Regions from separate parts of the Sus scrofa genome. Here regions 2 and 3 are each linked to region 1. The links are chromatin contacts, called in public Hi-C maps. All regions are on one chromosome and are shown on one strand. Each heading gives the region's core, a stretch centred on a gene start, on an enhancer-like site or on the middle of the called end of the contact. The rest is flanking DNA. Distances are from core to core; before and after follow the strand shown.

Region 1 (4,429 bases), core at 979-3,478:
TTGTAAGAAATAGTACAGGAAGATCCCATGTATCTGAGTAAAGGTAACTTTATTCAGTTTCCTCCAGTGGTAACATCTTGCAAAATTATAGCATACTCTGGGAGTTCCTCAAATGATTAAACACAGTTACCATATAACTCAGCACTTCTACCTCTGAATATAGATGCAAGAGAACTGAAAATATATTTTTACATAAAAATGAGTACATTAATGTTTATTAACAGCATTATTTATAGCAGCCAACAAGTGGAAACAATCCAAATGTCCATCAGTGGATGGATGCATAAATCATATATTCTATATCCTTATAACAGAATATTATTCAAACATAAGAATGAATGACATCCTGATACATGCTACAACTTGGATCGACCTTGAAAACATTATGTAAAGTGAAAAAATTCAGACACAAAAGGCCATATATTTTCTTATTCCATTCATATGAAAGTCCTGAATAGGAAAATTGACCGAGGCATAAAGTAGATTAGTGGTTGCTTAGGGCTGTGGTAGAATGAGAAAGAGAAGATGGAGAAGATGAGGTATGAGAGATTATGCGTCCAGATGACCTAGGACTTTTTAGACTATTTTAAAACCTATACAATTTGCCCTGAGATAACAAGGTGTGGACGGTTTTGAGCATAATTTGGCTTTTATAAGACAGTCTGGCTGTTGCATGGAGAATAAACCACAGGAGGAAAAGAGGGGAAACAAGGTGATTAGTGGAGAGGCTATCCCAAAAATCAAAGCAAGAGATAATGGTGGTTTGGCATAAGAATTAACTTTGTGGGTGGTATGAATTGATTGGCTCTGGATTTGCTTTTTTTTTTTTTTTTTTTTTTTTTGTCTTTTTAGGGCCACGCCTGCAGCATATGGAGGTTCCCAGGCTAGGGGTTGAACCAGAGCTGTAGCTTCTGGCCACAACCACAGTCAGAGCAACATCAAATCCAAACCGTGTCTGCGACCTACACCATGGCATATGGCAACGCCAGATCATCGATTTGCTTCAAAGGTAGAACCAGATGATTTGCTGGTAGAGTCAATGTAAAGTATGAGAAAGAGAAAAACCGAAGATGATTTGAAGATTTTGGGTCTGAACAACCAGATGGATGGAGGTGACATTCACTGAGGTGGAGAAGGGTGCAAAAAGGAGCATTATTTGGACATGTTAATGTTTAGGATGTTGCATATATGGGCACCTGCTATTGACCAATAGTCTGTGTTTGGGTGTTGTCAATGTGAAGACTGCACCTAAAGCCATTAGGTTGAATGAGGTCACTTGGGACATTTGCCTAGATAGCAAAGAGGTCCAAGATCCCAAGGCAGTCCAAAATGAAGAGGCCTGAGAGATGACAAGGAACTAGCAAAGGAGATGAGTACTCAGAATAAAACCTGTAAACCTTACCTTATTATGACCTGACCTATCTCAATGTCTTTAACCCACTCTTCAGTCCAGTAGGATACTCAGTTTTTGAAACACACCAAGTCCTTTTCTGTCTTATGGCCTTTGTCTTTGCTGTGCCTTTCACCAGGCATGTTTTCCAGGCTCTAATTTTGGTCACCTGCTTCTCTTACCACAACTCGCAGCTAAATTATATACCTCAATTTTCTTTTGTTGAAAATTAATCAGTTGACCTAAGAAAGAAGTGGAAAACTTTATCCGAGCCAAATTTGGGGATTATAACCCAGGAGGAGCATCTCAGAAAGCTCTGAGAACTGTTTCACTGGTTAGAAATCAAGGCACAGTTATGTAAATTTTTTGAGACAGGGCTGTAACATCAAATGATGTATTATTGACAGTTTATATAATCCAGATCTAAGCATCATTCTCGTGGGTCATGTGACCCCTTTCAAAATTGAGAAGGAATGTTATCTTTTAAGGAATTGTCCTATTGATGCTAGGAAAATATTGTTTTTTATGCTTGGGCTGGTATCCTGCCGATGGGAGAGGTTTAGTTGATGCATAATGCAGGCATACAATGCACAGTAGCAGGAGAAAGAAGGCCAAAGGTCAGATAACTTTTTAATGTTTAAATTTTTATCTTGCCATAAAACAGTGAATTTTATTTTACATTCTAAATTTCCTAATAAAAAAGTCCCAACCAGCATCCTCCACCTACGACAAGTTATGGATCTTACTATAATCTGTAATTACTTCATTTGCTTTTTGTCCAGAAACCCGTCCCGCTTTAACACACAAAACCGTAACTATATGCCAAATACAAGTTCAGCTATTCCTCCCTGTATGTAACTTTCAGAAGAGCAGAGACCTCATGATCTTATCCCGTGCCACATCTCCAATACAAAGACATTGCCTCAGCAGTCAATTCTAAGTCTTCAGTACCGGTTAGCTGAACACATTGCAGGAGTTTGACAAACTTTCAAGAAGCAATCTTTTCGCGCTCTGATCCGTCCGGAACTGCGCAGAGGGAGGAGGGGAAGGCAGGAGGGAAGCTAAGACCTCGCGCATGCGCAATGTTCTCTGAGCGCCGGCGGTTGAACCCCGCCCCTTTCCTTTGGCGGCTTTAACCAAAGCACATGCGTAGTACCAGGCCTCTCTGAATCCCGCCCCTTTCCCGTGGATCGGTTAACCAGTGCATTTGCGCAGTTCGGGGCTTGTCTGTTCGTTTGTCGGCGCTATCAATAAAGTTTAAGCGAGGGCACACTTTCTTTTTTCTTGCCAAGATGGCCGAGTACGACTTGACTACTCGTATCGCGCACTTTTTGGATCGGCATCTAGTCTTTCCGTTGCTTGAGTTTCTCTCCGTAAAGGAGGTAAGTGGGCCTTGAGAGCGAGGAAGTCTTGGGAGCCCGTGAGATGCGGAGTAAGGCCGACAGGCGGTGGCGGTAGCCCTAGGCCTGACACACGTGTGAGGCGGCCCTGAGTTGGTCCCGAGTGGAGCAGTAAGGACCCTGCCTTACTGGTAGTTTAGCGTCGTCCCCGTTGATTAGCACTGCGGAGTTCGTCCGTGAGTAGGGGTGTGGTGACAGTTTGAAGCTCAGGGGAGAAAGGGAGGGGTTTCTACTTCACTTCTGGAGGTGCCATTGCCTCAGGACTTCCGCGTCATTCTCGGAAGTTGACGATTGGCTGGCTTCGCTGTAGTAATGCCTGAGCTTAATTTAAATTCAGGCCGTTTTCTAAAAGCAAATTGGACTGTTAGAGATTTTAATTTTTCCTTTGGGCTCTGTAGAAAGGGTGGCCTTCACTTTGTGGTTTTGCCTGGAAGACGGTTTGGAATGATTTTCTTAACCTTAGATATGTAGACGCCTAGTTTCCGCAAAGTTCTGAGTTCTTTGCATTGAGTTTCGGTAGCCAGTCACATCTAGAAGCTTATATTTCGTCAGATGGGGAGGTGAGCTCAAAAATAACAACCTGATAATTTTTAAATCAAGTTGTTCTTCGGTGTATAGATGTACAGACTTCGAATGATTTAAATTGGTCGTTAACCTTCACTTGGCTACTCAAGGTATCTTGAAAAAGTATGTGGTTCTGGTAACTCATTTTAAAATGTCTCAGTCCTAAAAGTTTTGAAATGTGAGGTTTAGTAACATCTTAGGGTTTTTTTTTTTTTTTTTTTGGAAATTGGTCCATTGTAATAGTTATAATAAAGTAATATTGTGATGAAGCAGTTAAAATATTGGATAAAAAGTAAGTGCATTCTGTTTCTGGAAGCAGATTAAAACCTAAGTCTACTGGATTTGGGGAATAGATTTTGTGTGTCTCAAGAGCAATAAAACAGAAAAGCCCTACAAATAAACATTAAATTGTTCAGATAACTTTGCAAATCTTCCTGATGGTTATGTATCATTGGACAGGCATGATCCTCAAATTTATAGGAACCTTTTCGGAATACAGACAACTCTATAAAGTTGTTGATATTAGGGAACCGCCAAGTTTATTTTCAATAAATGTATAAGAATGTCTTGCAATATAAAGCTTTATCTTGAAAGGATATATTTTTGTCTTGATGTTTCTTTTATAGGACATACTTACATCTATATTATGGAGTTTAGATAAAACAGCCCAATCTGCCTTGTTTCCTTTTTTGGATAATAAAGGATAATTCACCAAAGATCAAGGAATAAGAAAAAAATCCTCCTCTGAAATCCTTTACCAGCTCCTTGTAAAAATGCTTCTAAATTAGCCAAACTTGGCATTTTCGTAGTGTCTTTATACTTGATTTTCAGAGCAGACAGAGGAAAGGGAGGACTATGTAAGTGTAAATTGGTTTTTCCTAGGGTAAGACCAAAACTATGAACAGCTGAGAATCCGTGGGATGTAAATGCCCCTTACCTGTTTCCTTGGAGAGAATGTTGGTAAGATGGCTGTAATACACCAAGGGGAAGACAGATGCTAGAGTATTTATCAGTTACTAAGTATAGGACTGCCGTGGAATGGTGAGAAATTGAAGATAAAATCCATACAGTTCAT
Region 2 (4,429 bases), core at 1,247-3,746, 1.3 Mb before region 1:
ATCTTATGAGATATTACTATTCTCATTTCATAGAATTGAAGCACAGAAAGTAAGCCTATGTTTCCATGTACCCTCACCCAAAGATCTAGATTCAAACCTAGGTCTATGTAATTCAAAAGCCAAGAATACCTCACTAATAATAAATTTCCTGGTAATTCAGTCACGGTATTATAATTTCCAAGATAAATTACTATCCAGTTGCACTGAACCCTAGTGAAAATGTAATCAAGTTAACTACCAAGCAACACTTTGAATTTTTATCAATTACACTGATTTGAAGGCAGGAATATTCTTTGAGACCCATATTTACTTAATGCTCCAATTCAATTCACTATATATATATATATATATATATATATATACACATAGATATATTTAGCACCTACTATGTAACAGGTACTGCCCTGGGTGATAGGAAACGCAACCAACAGAGAAAACCTGTGTTTGCTGCTCAATGGTCATAAGCACTACAAGGGACTACACTACAAGGGCAGGAGGACCCCCATCAATTTTGCTTAGTTTGGTATTTCTAGGCCTTAGCCATGCCAAGCACTAAGTAAGCATGTAAGTACTCAAATATTTACTGAATGAAGGGAAAATGTCATTCCTTGAGCGATAAGTTCTAGACATTGTATGTTCTATGGCCTTACTGGAATCCTAAAAACGAAAAAGGTAAGTTTCACTATTCCCATTTAACAGATGAGGCTGACCTCAATTGCTAATGATGCCCAGATTCACTCACCCAGAATTTAAAGAGACCCCTAAATGCAAAAGCCCAGGCTCTTCTCATACCACATATCATTTAAGAAGCCTCTTCTTTAATTTTACATTCAGTGCCTCACTTGATTTTTGAAATGCTCTCTAGATCACCAATCTGAGAAGTACACATCTTAAACTACTGCATTTTAACTGCTTCAAAGTACTTTCTAGAACTGAGAAATGCTAATATAATAAAACTTCCTTAAAAATTACTACAAAAACACAAAAACTTTACATATAGCAGAAGTAAGGTTCAGAACCATGAAGCAACCTAATCTCAGGCCTTCTGGACAAACTACGTCTCTAGGAAATCAACAGTAATGATAGTTTGGCTATGTCAAGTGAAAAAGATTCACCTAAAATTTTAAAGAATGCTGCATTTGAAACGGAAAGATTAAATTTATCTTTCTTCTGTATCATTCCATGTAAACTGTGCATCTTTTGAGTACAGTTCCTACATCACAATTCCTTAAATAAACCAAACCAAGGTCTATGTTGTTACATACCAAATAGGTCATTCACTGCTGTATCTTTAAAACGTATTTTTGATTTTGAAAATGTTGAAACACCATACTATCTGATCCAATACAGATTATCCTCAAATTAAGCTTGTAACTCTCTGAGGTAAGCGAAGGTGTATTACAAGCCTCCAAAAATAAAATCTACCCAAACTCACTTAAATTTGAAAAAGCTGACTTCGGCAGCGGCAAGTGAAGGGGAACTAGAAGTAGAATGTGAGAGAGGGTTGTAAAGTCGGAACACCGGATCATCTCTGACAACTCAGTCAGGCCCTCAATACGTGACACCACTGAGGCTCTTACAAAGGCAGAGAAAAGTCTCCTGAAAGATTCAAACGTAAGGAGTTTTAGAACCAAAATGCTTTAACTTCAGATTACCCACCTGAAATTGTCTGATGAAAAAAAAAAAAAAATCATGCCCACTGTACAGATGAGAAAAGTGACAGGAGCGATTTCAGGTTACACAATCCGACGCCATGCGCACCGCCTTTTGTGAAACGCTCTTAATTGCTCCTAGTGGGTGCCCAGAAGGCTGGGAGTAGGGTTTTGAAAAAATCTGCCAGGGAAGGAGCAAGGCCTGTAGAGGAAGGGCAGGAAGAACGGGAAAATTTCCCTGTGGAGGGCAGATTTAGGGGCTCCGGGGTTTCTGGGCCGGCGCACCGCAGGCCAGTCCCCCACGCGTGAGCGTGGCATGGTGAGGGCTGCGCGCCAGCGGCCGCTTCGGGTCGCGATTCCCTCACCCCAGAGGTCAACCTGACCCGGAAACAGTACCCCAGAGTTGCAGCCGGCTAGGGTGGGGGGAAACTGGGCGGAGGGGCGAAAGGGAGGAGGAAGGACGCGAAGTGCAGGGCAGAAAGGAGGGCTAACCCAGGAAGGGCAAAGGACACTCCCCCTCCCCCAGGGCCCGGGTCAGAATCGGGGTGAGGGTGGGGGAGGGAAGCCCCTCGCGGGAGCGCGCGAGCCGCACACACTCACCTGCCCCTCCCCCTCCCCGCCCGCCCGGCGGAGGCTCCGAGCTGCCGCGGGCCGCGCGCGCACACAAGGCGCGCGCACGCGCGCTGCCGATCTCTTCCTCGAGCTCGCGCTCCTGCCGTTCAGTCCCAGTCCCGCTCATTCAAAGCCGGGCGCGCGCTCCGTCTCTGGCGCCGTTGCCGCCTTGCAACTGCCATAGCCGCCCCCTCCTTGGGAAACCCTCCCCCTGTCCCACCCCTGCCCCTCCTTCTTTGCCCTCTAAGGCAGCTCTCCGTAGTCCCAAACCTTCACTTCCGCACCCCGCCCCAAATCCTGCCTTGCCCAATAGGCGAGAGGCTGTGGGTCCGGCGTTGGAGCTGAGAGCCAATAAGCGCTGCGGGAGCGGGCAAGTGGCTGCGGCTGGCGTGGCAGCAGCCCCGGCTCAGTCTAGAGTAGTTTTTTTGTGACCGGTGCTGGCTGGACAGGCTGTTCTGTTGCGGAGTTCCTGGGCTCATGTGGTGGTGTCCTACTTTCTATACAGAGTGCTTTTGCTCCAACCATTCCCATTTTCGTTAAACCCACAGAATCCCCCTGCCATATGGGACCAAGAGAAATCAGTGTTTAGACTGTGAAAAGTTAGGGCACCCCCGCTGTCTTAGGATGATGAGTCTGAGTAGGCCAGATCTCAATCATTCCACCACTTTAGGGTGGAAGAGTTCAGTTCAGGATTTATGTTCCTTCAAGCAATTTTTTTACTCCTCCAAGTAATCCAAGGAAATTGGATTTCCTCTAACTGAAAGTTAAAAAGTGGCACTTCACCGTGTCTCTGCGTTTGTTACTGGGTTCCAAACTAAGAAGTTCTGTGGTTCTCTTTTTGAAATCTGATTCTTTTTTGTTTCTTCTTAAACATTGTGCTATTAAAAGGCAGACATCTTTTGCTATTGTGGGCAAAGGGCCCTCATAAAATTTATCTGCTCTATTGATGCATTGTGACTGGTGAGAGAGGTTGAAAGTTTATATGATCAAAGGCTGAAAGCTGTTCATGCAAATTGTTCCTTAACCAGACTTTTTCTACCTGTTTTTTAGTTACAGTTACCTTTGTTCTGTCACCCTGATCAGCCCTTACCTACCCACTTAACTTTCTAGTACCTCTATTCCCACTCCCACTCCCACCCCACTCCACCCCACCCCAATCTGTACCACCTTTCTGTTAATAACTTAACTTGTTCATCCCCAAGAAGGGAAGAAAGAATGTTTCTCACTGTTGCTCTGGAATGATTCTGTGTAAACTTGGATAAATTATTCCATCTCTAAACCTCAGTTTCCTCCTTGGTAAAATGGCCACAATAGGGTCGGTCTACTTCATGGGTAATGTTTACAAAGCTTTTAGGGCAGAGTCTGACACAGACCAGACATTCACAGATAAGAACTATTACCAAAAAAAAAAAAAACAAAAACCTGTTACCACCTGCTAGTAGTGCTATGTTACTACTAGATCATTCCCAGTGACTACACCTCCCTAAGTCCACTTAACCCTCTGCAGTCCCTTAAAGGGTCACTTGACCTTCAGCAGATCTGTTCTAATCTTTAATCTCTTCAAATACCTAAATTCAATTAATTCAAAATTTCCAGAATTTTTTTGGATTTTAAAAATCCAATAATCTAAAATAGCCTACATCCTCACATGAACAGGTGTTCATAATGCTTTTCCTTAGTGACTTGTATTTTTGCTTCAAGTTATTTATTATATCCCTATGATATTTTATTTTAAAATTATTCCTCAGTTTTCTTTATTAAATTTTCCATTTGCAAATGAAACAAAAGGTTACCTTTTTCCGGAAACAAATGGTGAATATTTGCTTTCCAGCACAACAGTGAAACAAACAAAGCTTGCTTAAGACTGCAAACTTAAAACTTGCTTTTAAAATACATACAAAAGAATATTTAAAAATCATTTCTACTCTAGTTGTCAAGTAGTAATCCTATAATGGGGATCATAAGTGCCAATAATTTGGGGTCTTTACTGGGGACCACCTCTTGGGAGTGCGCAATTTGAAGTTCTGTCCTCTTGGGTGGTATGGGGATGGGAACCACCAAATGTCAAGTGGGGTGGAGCATAAAGGATAGACCCTGATGTATGAAAGATTTCTCTTTGTATTGCCTCTACGTCATGGGGTACAGTTAGTTCTACCTGCTTTCTG
Region 3 (4,429 bases), core at 648-3,147, 1.1 Mb before region 1:
CTTAAAAACCAGGTAACATCGGATCTGCATTTGTAGTTATTTGGGCACATAGTTTTCTTCTCCGTTAGACTGCACATTTTTGGAGAGTCATTTATTATTCATCTTTCTACATTTTTACTTCCAAGACTTGCAATATTGAACAGATCTAACCACTTTTTATAGATATTAGGAATTCAAGCTTTTGATAATCTCAATTTTCTGTAATTATTTCCACTGACATCAGTTTTGTTACTTGATATTTAGATTCTTAAAACATAACTGTAATTTAAAGATGTTAAATGTAATTTATTAACACAATCTATTACTTACCGTTCTCTTTCTCCAGTTTCTATCAACTTTTGGTTAATCGCTGCTCTCATCTGCGCATCTTTGTTCATCTTGCTAACCTGAACATCAACATGTATTTTCAGATACAGAACACTTACAAAGCATTTTCTTCTAAATCCTCTAGGTAAGCACCTCAATATGTTTAACAGTGTCTGTCACCTGAAGGGGTGATAAATTTTGATGTGTTCACAGTATCATTATTCTTAATATTATTTACTGCATCCCAAGCAGTCATAATCATGAACTTTAGAATTTTCTTCCCCATATACCCTTTATTAACGAGTCTTTGGACAATAACAGTTATTGTAACATCTACTAAACAGTTGTGTGCCTGTCACTGACTTAAGGCACTGAGTTTTTAACTCATTTAATTCCCAGATCATATTCTTTTATGTAAGTACTATTAACATAATTTGTATTTTACAGATGAGGAAACTGAGGCACGAGGATAAAAAAGTGAAGGCAAGACTTGAACTCAGGTACTGTGACCCCAGAGGTCCCCAGACCATAATTGATTGCTAATCACTTTGGCACCTTAACTGCATGCAAAAGTTTGGCTATAATACCCCAATATCGATAAAAGATTAAGCACAATTGGTGAAAAACGAAATTTCCCGGTAAGGCTCCTAAGTGCTTTACTTCGCTTTTCACTATAATGTACCCAGAATTATAACTGCCAAACTAACAGTAAGTATATGTGTATTCTTTACCAAAGCTTGCCGGTTGGGATAAGGAGAAAACAAATTTCAAACTAATTCCTAACTTAGAAAATTCTCAATTTTCAGAAAAACAGACAACCAAAACGGTGTAGAAAGGAGAGGAAGATTGGGTTGTACAACTTGGAATAAGCTAACGTTACTCCGCTCATCTGTCACTAACTTTAGACTACTTTTGTTGTCTCCCATCTCGTTGCTCATATGAAACTCAGACTGGTAGTGAGTTTTCAGTTATTATTTTTTTTAATGGAACAGGAGAAAGGAGAGGTTGAGAACGTAGTAAGAAATGTTCGCTTTTGACGTTGGAGGGCAACATTTTCAAAGTAATACTAAGATCTAGTCAGTACCAGTCCTAGGATATTGAACTTGATCTTGCCTTGGCCCCTAAAATACGGATAGTGACCTTGGCCAAGTCAGTTCTTAAAGGCCTCAGTTTTCTCACTGGTAAAACAAGGGCGCTAGGGGATCCCTCCCAGTTCAGACATTCTTTGGGAAAATAGAATAGGGCGGAGACAGCGGGAGAGGCGGGAGGGGAGGAGCCAGAAAACAAAGCGAGGACTGGCTTCAGGCCAACTCCGGTAGCACGCCCTGTCGGAGAGCCCTACAGGCCCGCGAGCGCGGGTCGGGGAAGCTAACGAAAGACAGCACATCGAAAGGAGCCTGGGCTGGGCCCGGGTCCCGGCCCTGAGGACCACGGGCATAGCTCACCACCATCACCGCGGGCGAGGGCCGTCCCTTCCCAGCGACGAAATGACCCTTGCGCTGACGACCGTTACCTACCACACTCTTCGGCTGCCCGGACCTAGACCCTCAGTAGCTCGGGCACCTAAGCACACAGAAAGCTAGCACACGCATTTCCGGGGCGGGGTCTCGCCACCCTGCCTATAATGTGAGAATTTAACCAGCGCGGGCCGCCTCCTGGTTGCTCAGTCCTCTGGGTAAGAGAGTCCAGATCCTGCTTTCGCACGGGCATTAAGCGCCTAGAAAACTACATATCCCAGCATGCAACAGAGCCAACTTTCTCGTGGATACTACATTTCCCAGAAGGCACGCTACGCCGCAGTGTTTTCTGGGATGGGAACCACGCCGCCAGCCAGCCTCGGTGCTACGAGGGGAGCGCGGATCTTTCAACAAGAGCTTTATTAATTCTCACGCTAGCACCTCGCAAGGCGATGGATGTGGCCGCTAATTGCTCCCTGCGGGTGAAGAGACCTCTGTTGGATCCCCGCTTCGAGGGTTACAAGCTCTCGCTCGAGCCGCTGCCCTGTTACCAGCTGGAACTTGACGCAGGTGGGACGAGGCGGTGCCCCCTCGCACTCTGTTCTTTTCCCCCTTCGGCTGCCATTGGCCCGACTCTTCCCGCATTTTCTTCCTTGCTGGCTGTGGCTAGCCAGGGGACCGTGGCCTTCTTCGTGGCCTGCTGGGCTGGGGTGGACCCCGGGTGGCTGCCTGTGGAAAATGAAAGCCCATCCCCGAACCCTGAAGGAGCCGCCTTTGATTGGCTCCTCCGGTGGGACCCTGCGCCGCCCCTTGGCTTCGCTTCCCAGGGCTCCGAGGTCCGCGGGTGATGCCTAGGTTCCGCTTGCCTGTCGGTCCTGGTGTGGCCCTTGCTGCGGGGAAAGCTCAGGACAGGCTTTCCTCCTGGAGCATCCTCTGTAAACCGGTGCGTTGAGAAGCCACGCCTCTTTGGAGGATCCTCTGCTCCTGTTTTTTCTGGCCGAGACCCAATTCTTAGAAGAGAAACTCTATTATACTTAGGAGCATTTTCACTTACTTATGGGCCATCAGACTAAGGACTCTCACGTACATTACATCTGGAGAAAATTTCGAAGAAAAGTTGGGTTAGTACCTACACTCCTGCTACTTGTTTTGTTTATCTGTAGCTGGCGGGAATATTCAGCCTTGCTTTTACAACGTAATGGATGGCAATTTTTGTTAGTGATAACCCCAAAATTGCATTTTTAATACACAGTCTTGCTGATTTTGATGTATATTGTCAGTGGATCACACTTGGAGAAATAACCTAGAGTTAATAGATTTTTTTAGCATCAAACAAGTCTATTCATTTACTATATATTAAGAAACCTCTTTTGAGAGCTTGTTTTATGTAACATGCTGATACTATCAAGATGAGTATAGCACAGTCGATAACATAAAAATGCTGTCTACTTAGGAAGAAAAGTGTAAGCAGATAATTATAGGACAGTATGGTAAGGCATTGATAGGGATATGTATAAAACATAATGATAGTGTTTCACTATCTTTCCCAGACCAGCCTGGGACATCTGGGGAAGCTTCCTGGAGAAGGTGATATCTAAGTTGAGCTTTAAAGGATAGGTAGGAGTTAATCAGGGTCAGAGAATGATCTTGATATTTCTTTTCATTCCCTTTCTCCCACTCCATTTAAGTAAATGATACCACCATGTTTTGCATTAAAAAAATCACCGCAAAACTCCGTGGCTCAAAACAATAAGCAGTTGTTATTGCTCATAAGGTCAACTAGGTGGTTTTAGTCATGAATGGACACCCTTCTCATATATTTGGGGGTTCTCTAGGCTGTTTTAGGATGATTGTGGATGTTCTCTGCTTGGCTTTCCTCCAAGTGGTGTCTCATCCTTCATCAGGCTGGCACAGGCTTATCCCAAGAGACCAGAAGCAGTGCCCAAGAGCTTTGTAAAGCTCTGCTTGCAGTATGTTCGCTGTTGTCTCATTGGCCAAAGCAAGTCTTATAATCCAGCCTAGAGTCAGTATGGGAAGCTCAAACCGAAGGGCATAATAGATCCAGGGAAGCATAAAAAATTGGGACTGCTAGTTCAGGTGGACGTAGTTGCTCATGCTGGAGTCATCCTTTGGTGTATTTCTTCTCTTTTATCTCCTATTCGGTTTTTCAGCAAATCCAGTCAACTCAAAATCTTAACTTCTCTATGCCTCTTCCCTTGTTCAAATTGTTCTTTCTTACCGGAGCTGTAATACCTTCCTGACTAGGCTTCCTGCCTTTGATTTTGGGCTCCTTCATTCTGTTCTCTGAAGGATAGTACTTAAATCATAATTTTTGATTCTTCATTCATTTCATATGTGTTTCCTCCACTAGGCTGTGAGCTCCATGCTTACAGTGGTGTTTTTTTGTTTTGTTTTTTAAAACCACTCACTGCCGTAGTGCTTGGCATAGTGAGTAGTTAGTAGATTGAGTGGAGAAGAGAAGTTGTTTGAGGTCATTTCATTCCTGGGGAAGTGTGAGCAAAGGGAAGAAATTAGGTCATGTGCAGGGCATTATTGCAATGTTATATTTCCAGAGCAAAAAAGTCTTCTGGGAAAGTGAGAGAACTTAGATAGGTAAGGGCACTTTTTGTCTTTTGGACTTTATCCTTTAAGTCAGTGTTTCCCAG

What was found. A called contact is a pair of places that touch in the nucleus more often than the background predicts.
Region 2: a Hi-C map of liver shows a contact between it and region 1, with 6 times the contacts expected there. The contact joins the promoter of EBAG9 here to the promoter of EIF3E in region 1. A contact is called at or near these places in 3 of 47 Hi-C or Micro-C datasets (heart right ventricle, liver and skeletal muscle).
Region 3: a contact with region 1 is called in a Hi-C map of liver, with 5 times the contacts expected there. The contact joins the promoter of ENY2 here to the promoter of EIF3E in region 1. A contact is called at or near these places in 1 of 5 promoter capture datasets (liver), 8 of 47 Hi-C or Micro-C datasets (heart right ventricle, liver, mesenteric adipose tissue and 3 more) and 2 of 2 datasets of contacts at active chromatin or transcription factors (alveolar macrophages and skeletal muscle).

The regions. Positions count from the first base shown.
Region 1 is chr4:29,286,650-29,291,078 of Sscrofa11.1, forward strand. EIF3E (eukaryotic translation initiation factor 3 subunit E) reads left to right here and starts at 2,229. Exons shown (of 13, transcript XM_021089027.1): 1 at 2,229-2,772. The coding sequence starts at 2,683.
Region 2 is chr4:28,011,474-28,015,902 of Sscrofa11.1, forward strand. EBAG9 (receptor-binding cancer antigen expressed on SiSo cells) reads right to left here and starts at 2,497. Exons shown (of 7, transcript XM_013988048.2): 1 at 2,253-2,497.
Region 3 is chr4:28,201,639-28,206,067 of Sscrofa11.1, forward strand. It overlaps ENY2 (enhancer of yellow 2 homolog (Drosophila)), which reads right to left and starts at 1,898. Exons shown (of 5, transcript NM_001243454.1): 1 at 1,824-1,898; 2 at 310-386. The coding sequence starts at 377. NUDCD1 (nudC domain-containing protein 1) reads left to right here and starts at 2,078. Exons shown (of 10, transcript XM_021089013.1): 1 at 2,078-2,333. The coding sequence starts at 2,216.